2 separate regions of the Zea mays genome follow, and region 1 is linked to region 2. Evidence: chromatin contacts called from public Hi-C data. All regions are on one chromosome and are shown on one strand. The core of a region is the stretch at or near the end of the contact, and the rest is flanking DNA. Distances in the headings are between cores, read along the strand shown.

Region 1 (4,217 bases), core at 1,279-3,778, 210 kb after region 2:
CAACATTTTGCCTAACTTTTCTGCCTAGAGATTAGTTCTTCAATTAGGACGAGTAACCTTAGGCAAAGTGTTGCCGTGAACCAAACATGCCTTACATCTGAACTAGGTGCAAAGTTTCTCATAATCTCATGGCATCTTATGTGTATGGCTAAAGAAAGAGTTGTTCAATGTATGTCCGAATTTGTGGAGACACAACATGCAAAATACGCAAAAGCTTAGCTCAAGTTTCAACAAAGAGGAGGCCACAGAACAATGATCAACAAAACTAAGATGAGAAATGATTTCCCTTCTTGTTTTTCCCTTCTATGGGCTAAAAGATGAGGGTTGAGAAGAGAGTAAAAGGACACAAGAAAATGAGAATAGAAAAAGAAGTATGCGTGTCTGTGAGGTGAAGTAAGCCAGAGAGATGGATTAAGGTTGGCGTAAAGACTGCTGCAGTCCTGCTTTACTTCACAATCTCAATTTATACAACTATCCAATTAACTACTGCTTTTTGGGCCCTAATATTCTGGAAGGCCTGTTTACCTGTGCTGTACATGTTGTAGAGGTCTATCATCAGAAGGTTTCAGTTTTAAAGAAACACTGCTGAGGCACTACAGCTAGTGATATGTTCTAATGGGATTAGATCATAATAGACAACCAATAGCAATCGAACAAGGACTGGCAATTGATTGCACAACATCAGTAAACCAGTAAGGAAATAACCACATCTCTTAAACATAATAACTAAATTTATAAAGCTACAAGCTTAGTTGTTCAATTTGGTGGGTCACTAAAACTCTGGAATCAGAATTGACCCATAATAAGATATTCAAGCTATAGTAGAATACCATCATATGCTTCTTTATAACTTGCCCTTGTTTTTAATCTATGATTACTCCAAATTAAAGTGGTGTACTTCCCCAGCACCAGCAGCTGAATTTACTGTCATGATTCTCAATAATTCGTTGTTCAAGAAATATTATTGATGGGCAGTTGGGCACTAACAATATAATGCCAGATGCACCAATCTGAACTATTCAAAATATATGCATGGTACTTGATAGTAGACTTCATGGATAGGATACCAGCATGCAAATTAAGAGAACGTGTCTTTGATCAAACCTTATTATAGGCCTCAATTCCTAATTTGTCATGAAAACTTGACAGTTCTGACAAGGCCCAGCACGCCATCTTTGTACCGTCATGAGTCACAACAGAATCCAATCCATAGCGGTTGTCTTTGTCGGACTTTATTAGTGCCACGCTCCTATAATGGCACCATGAAAAGGTCAGAAATGAATTTTTTTTATGCAAGATAGAAGCAGTCAAGGCAACCAAATTTCAGTATTCACATGTTGTGATGTACACCTAGCATTACATGTATTGATGTATATGAATTCAACACGAAAGCAGTGACCTCAGAACACCTGAAATTTCAAACTGTTCTAGAACCTAGAGAATGGTCAAACAAACTGTCTAAATTTCATTGTAAAGACTTGCAGAAAAAGCACCAGAAATTTGGAGTCTAAAAAACAACATATCTTACCAAAGAAGCTCATTTGTTGTGGCAGTACTTTGACTGAGTCTACAGAAGTTTCGTATAACAAACGCTAAGATTATGTACCGTTTCGTCACTGGACGGTGAAGACCAGGACAAAAGACAAATACAATGCTTCCATAGCAACATATTGACAAATGTAAGCTCATAACATGTGACGGTCAGATAGTAAGTAATTACATTATATGTTACACCAAAAAGACCTATTTTCCTCGTAGCCAAACCTTGGCGTCTTAGCCAAAAAAAAATCCATGGAAGAGAGGTCACGAGCTGGCGGGCCCGCTCTGTCAGCAAAACAAGTAATCGCAAGGGAAAGGCACAGCGTCGCCTGCGTTTTTTTTCCGTACCTCCCGTTGCCGGCCTCGGCCTGGACCCGGCGGAGGAGCGCGGTGGTCTTGCCGGCGAACATGGGGCCCACGATGACATGGATCTCGCCGGACTGAGCCGCCCGGACCTCCATAGCCGCACGGCCTCCGACTCGCGACGGGGCGGCCGAAGAGATCGACCTCGCCGCGCCAAGCATATTTCTGGCAGCACGACCCCGAGGGAAAGGCAGAGAGAGGAGCAGCGAACGCGATGGGAAAGCGCTGGCGCGGAGGACGGTGGGGGCGGAGGCGGCAGCGGCGAGAAGCGACCTAGTGGCGAACATGGAGCGCATGCTGGCGGGATTTGTAGGGCGGACGGGATGGCGGCGGGGTCGAATAATATTTTGAATTTTTTGGAGGCAAAATTGGGAAGTTGAAGTCGGACGGTTCTTCTAGTCAACGTGGGGTAGGTGAGCGCTCGCACATGATAGCTTCGATTCGGAGTTCGAAATTTTGGGAGTGGAGGGAATGGGGATTTGGATTGGGCAATGTTTTTTTTTTTTTTTGCTAGGGTTTTTCAGAGGTGGCGGCAGTCGGCACTGCTCGGCCGGAGGTGGACGAAGGGGCCCGTGGTCTGCCGACTGCCTATTTTACTGGGTTTATTTTATTTTTCCTCGCTTTCCCATTCCACCGGAGCAATTCTTGCCCCTTCACGTTACTTACGGCTATTTTAATTCTCTTTTTCTTTCTTGAGACAGCAATTTTCTCTTTCCCCTAGGATGCGTTTTGTTTGAACAGACAGATTCTACTGCAATCACGAACAATTAACTCCGGTAGCAAATCTTTACTACTCTATAAGAACATAGTGTAGACCATGGTGCACGGTTCTGCCCACGCCATCCAGCGCTCCCCTCTCTCTGCCTTATGGACCTCCAGCGCTTTACTCTATGCCTTCTAGGCCCCACTGTCCCAGCCCACGTCGATCCTCCCCACAGCGCTCCACAACCCATCGGAGCAGCTCCCCCGCTGATGGCGTCGTTCACCATTCCCATCTCCATAGAACGCGCCATCCTTTCCTTACATGGCGCCCCCTTCCCATCCTCCATACCTGGCGCCCTCCCTTCATACCATCAGAGCTGCTCCCCCACTGATGGTGTTGTCCACCATTCCCACCCTCCACCGAGACGAAAATGGACGGCAATCCCAAGCGCCATCCCTTCCTTACACGGCGAGGTCCCAACCATCTGCGCTCCCTTCCTTACATGGCGCCCCCTTCCCATCCTCCATACCCGGCGTCGTCCACCACTCCCATCCTCCGCTTCCGGGGCAGAGATCTGGGTCGAGGAGACCTGGTTGTGAAAGTCGCCTAGAGGGGGGGTGAATAGGGCGAAACTGAAATTCTCAAAAAATAATCACAACTACAAGCCGGATTAGCGTTAGAAATATAATAGAGTCCGTGAGAGAGGGTGCAAAACAAATCGCAAGCGAATAATGAAGTGAGACACGCGGATTTGTTTTACCGAGGTTCGGTTCTTTTAAACCTACTCCCCGTTGAGGAGGCCACAAAGGCCGGGTCTCTTTCAACCCTTTCCCTCTCTCAAACGGTCCCTTAGACCGAGTGAGCTTTCTCTTCTCAAATGCTTGGAACATAAAGTTCCCACAAGGACCACCACAAGATTGGTGTCTCTTGCCTCAATTACAAGTGAGTTTGATCGCAATGAAGATTGAAAGAAAGCACAATTGCAAAAACCAAGCGACAAGAGCGACAAATAACACACAGATCACTTTCTCTCTCAAGTCACTAATCACTAATGATCTCTTTTCTCAATTGTGAAACTTGGAGAGATGGAGGCTTTGAATGTGTCTTGGAATGGATTGCTAGCTCTTGTATTGAATGTTGAAGGTTGGAATGCTTGGATGTTATGAATGGAGGTGGTTGGGGTTGTATTTATAGCCACCAACCACTTCCTAGCCGTTACTCCATTCTGCTGAGCGCGGACGGTCCGCCCGCCAGGTCCGGACGGTCCGCCCCTGTAGATCAACGGCTGAAAATGCAACGGTCAGCAGTAACGGCTATATCAACGGCTATATTGCATTTAATGCATCGTCAGATGTCAGACAGACCCAGTCGCGGACGGTCCGGTCGTGCACCCCGGACGGTCCGCGAGGCCGCTATAATTCATTCTTCCAAACCCGTCACCTTCGGGTTTTTCGGATCCTTGCCTACCGGACGGTCCGCGCCTGAGGCCGGACGGTCCGAGCGAGGGTTCAGACGGTCCGCGCTTATCCTCCGGACGGTCCATAGTGCAGACACGGATTTTTGCATTGGTTCTGTCCGAGGGTCATCCTTGTGTCGCGGACGGTCCGCCGCA
Region 2 (3,691 bases), core at 821-3,320:
ATCAATATATGCTATCAAGTACATTTGCTTTCATAGTAAAAGTAGTGTAGACTGTTCCCCAACAGAGATCAAGGAAATAAGCACACTAACATACATGACAAGAAAATTAATATTATTCAGTCATATTTCATAGATAACTATAATATAGAATAGAGAAACCATAGAAGACAAAAAAGTGGGAAGCCATGTGGCAAACTGGCAATTCAAAATAGCATACTACTGTTTAAACATAAGTCCCATTCCCTTAATTATATGTAAAAGCAAATGAAAATAAAAAAAATAAGTCAGAAATACCAGATGAGAACCTAAATGAAGAACTTACATACAGGATTATGCATGTCTTCAGCAATCCCAATTTCCACAAGAACTGAGCGCAGCATACCCGACAAATAGTGAAGAAAATATGTCGTCATGCCAACCTGTTGTTGAAAAATTGCCACATGAGTGATCTAGAGGTGTAAAGTTGAAACCAAAGTGGAAATCCTGTCAATATTTTAAACAATACTTACGACTGAGGAGTATGCAAAAATAGCAAGAGAACTCTTTCTACCAGTTGGTAAAAGCTTCATTCCCTGAAAGTAGATATGAAAAAAAGGTCAAGTAAGCAGGTTGTGCCCACAAAATGATTGACTGAATAACAGACAAAACTTAAGTTTCCTATTGAACACACCCAAAGTTAGATTCATGTGTTAAGGCTGCATACAACTGATATAGAATAACTTGAATTATGTAGCTTCAAGCTTCATTAAGAAAAGAATGAACTTTGTGACTATAACTAGTGGCACACAGCATTGCCAATCAACTACAGTAATACTGTCATCTTAAAAAAAACATAGGTACAAATCACTATTGACACTGAGGGAGCCTTTTTCCGAAGTTATATATTAGTTTGAGTACATTGCAAATTTGGGATTTTCTCCCAAGACATTCGTATGTAACCTTCAAATACTTCATAATCCAAATGGTAGTTTCATATAAGACAGTAAGTGAGCTCCACTGAACCATTACAAGAATGGCACCAACCACCATTATCAATACCAACCATCAGCTGAAGTGCTCAACTACTGATATATAGAGCAGAGTGAAGAGGATTATAAGCTACCTGAAAGAGTATAATCAGTATCACAAGGAAAATGCCAATAGTCATTGCTCCACCATAGTAGAACACTACAGACTCGCTCAATGTGTGTGCCACCACCATGAGCACCAATCCTACGACAAAGAACACCACCCTGTGGAGCAAGAATTCTGCATACACAACAACAAAAGACACATCACACCCTGCAAACAAGAACTGCAGGAAACAGAGGGAAACAAACTAGAACTGCAACAGAAAAAGGAAACGGAAGAAATCATGCCTTCCTCAGTGGACACCACAACAGACCTCGAAGGGTCAGCAGGCATTCGGAAATCAAGAATCCGGTAGTCGTATGGTGAGATGACCTGCATCCAGAGCCCGCTCTTGGGCATTTTCTGCCATTGGGACGCGGCGCACTTGCATGGCCCCACTGTGGCATTTCTACAAACACAAAGTGCACCAACCAAAGAAATTAGCCCGAGGCACAGATGCTAGCGATACACGCCACGGAAGCTTGGAGTTCAGTTCCCCGTCTCACTAACCTGTGGAAGCAGAGCTCGAGGCCGTGGGGGCGGGTGGCGTTGGCGCGGAGTCGAAGCGCGTGGAAGAAGCGAGACGGGTCGCGGATGCGGGAGGGGCGGCCTTGGAGGAGAACACGCGTGCAGTAGGGCCCGGCGGTACCGCCACCGGCGAGGGGTCGCGCGTGCGGGAGGTGGACGGAGGCCGGCGGATGCGAGGTGACTACGAGAGGGCGGACTAGGGTTAGGGCCTTGAAGGGTTCGATGGTGGGAAGAGGCGTACTTACCTGTGAGCTCAACCGGGGTGGAGACGGATAGGGCGGCGGCGGAGGTGACAACGAGAACGATGACAGAGGGAATGAAGAGGAGGAGGTTCCGGTGTGACAGAGGCATGGTGGCGGCGGCGGCGCGGCGGTAGTTTTGGGGATCTTGGACGGGGAGGCAGGAGAAGGCAGGGGATTCAGAGAAAGGAAAGAGCGGGAGGTTAGCTTTGAAACGACGCTGTGCCGTTAACTCCGCGGCCGGCGTGGTCCTGTCCGGCTGTTCCAGACGGCGAGAATGGGCTTGCCTCTTGCCTGCCTGACAGACAGCGCCCTGGCTGGTTGCTAACAGCAACTCCAAAAAGTAGGGGTAAAAACGGGCGGATACGGACGGATATTAGCTCATCATGTATCCTACCCTAATGTATTTAAAACGGATTTGGGATCGGATACGGATAGTTGAAAACGGGACGGATACGGATACAGGGACCGGATATTTATCCGGGCGGATAAGTGACGGATACAGACATTATGTGATCGGATATCGGATACTTGTCGGATAATGCATTAATTGGTTATCATAAAATATTCTTGTTCGACCACGAAATTACAAGTAAATTATCAATACTAATAAATATTTAATAGAAGATAATCTCAAGTTCCCACATAAAAATGGTAAAGTGAAGTATTGATTATGTTGAAACTTGGATACTTAGAGTGATTTCACGTGTAACTCACGCAATAAGTAGAAATAAAATAGAAGAAACGTTGACATCCTGTGGATTTTATGGTCCCATTATTTTTGATGACTATGTGTGGCCATATGTTGTGCCTTCGTATAATTTCATGGATTTCTGAGGTTATTTATACATTATTAATTTTTTTCTACATAAAATCATCAAATTATAATAAAAATTCATAAAATACACTAGTTTTGACCCAAAATTGCAAAAAACTTACCAAAACAAATAAACATTCTATTCAAATATAACCTCAAGTCCCCACATGAAAATGATAAGTGAAATATTGATTATGTTGAAACTTCGATACATAAAATGATTTCACGTGTAACTCATACAATAAGTGGGAGTGGAATGGAAGAAACACCAACATCTTATAGATTTTATAGTCTAAATGTTTTTTAGAACTATATGTGGATATATGTTGTGTCCCTGTAAAAATTCATAAATTTTTTAGGCTATTTAGTGTATTACTAATTTCTTGTTATAGAAAATCATAAAAATATTGTAGCGTCGACCGAAAATTACAAATAAGTTACCAATATTAATAAATAGTTTATAAAAAGATATTCTTAAGTTCCCACATGGAGATAATCTTAAGTCCCCATGAAAATGATAAAGTCTATTATTTTGATATAAATTTCGACATTATTTCAATGATTTTGGCCTAAATATATGTTTAAACAAAAATGTTATGTACTACAAAGTTATAGATCTCTTCGAGCTTTACAATTTTCATATAAACTTTATCTTCATCCGATTTCATATGTAAAAGTTATGATTTTATAACTATATTATTATGCAGAAAAAGAAAAAACGGGTACCCGAATTTCTGGTACCCGTATCCGACCCGAATATATGGGTATTTACCGGGTAGTAGTAGCTCCGTATCCGACCCGAATCCGAAGATGCACTATCCGGGTATTACCCGTATCCGTCCCGAATATAAAAATACCCGAATCCGTATCTGAAAAACGGGTATTTGCACTATCCGTATCCGGTACCGGCGGGTATACCCGATCCGTTTTCACCCCTACCAAAAAGAAAACTTAAAGGCTAGTTTAGTAATTTCAATTTTCTAAACGATTTTCATTT

The links. Hi-C and Micro-C count contacts between places; a contact is called where the count stands out from the background.
Region 1: a Hi-C map of leaf shows a contact between it and region 2, with 6 times the contacts expected there. The contact joins the promoter of LOC100144301 here to the promoter of LOC100216980 in region 2. A contact is called at or near these places in 3 of 25 Hi-C or Micro-C datasets (ear, leaf and tassel) and 1 of 3 datasets of contacts at active chromatin or transcription factors (leaf).

Annotation. Positions count from the first base shown.
Region 1 is chr1:79,972,349-79,976,565 of Zm-B73-REFERENCE-NAM-5.0, forward strand. It overlaps LOC100144301 (thymidine kinase), which reads right to left and starts at 2,529. Exons shown (of 4, transcript NM_001309852.1): 1 at 1,888-2,529; 2 at 1,105-1,249. The coding sequence starts at 2,198.
Region 2 is chr1:79,766,411-79,770,101 of Zm-B73-REFERENCE-NAM-5.0, forward strand. It overlaps LOC100216980, which reads right to left and starts at 2,071. Exons shown (of 10, transcript NM_001143359.1): 1 at 1,884-2,071; 2 at 1,621-1,819; 3 at 1,359-1,519; 4 at 1,103-1,248; 5 at 510-572; 6 at 327-419. The coding sequence starts at 1,989.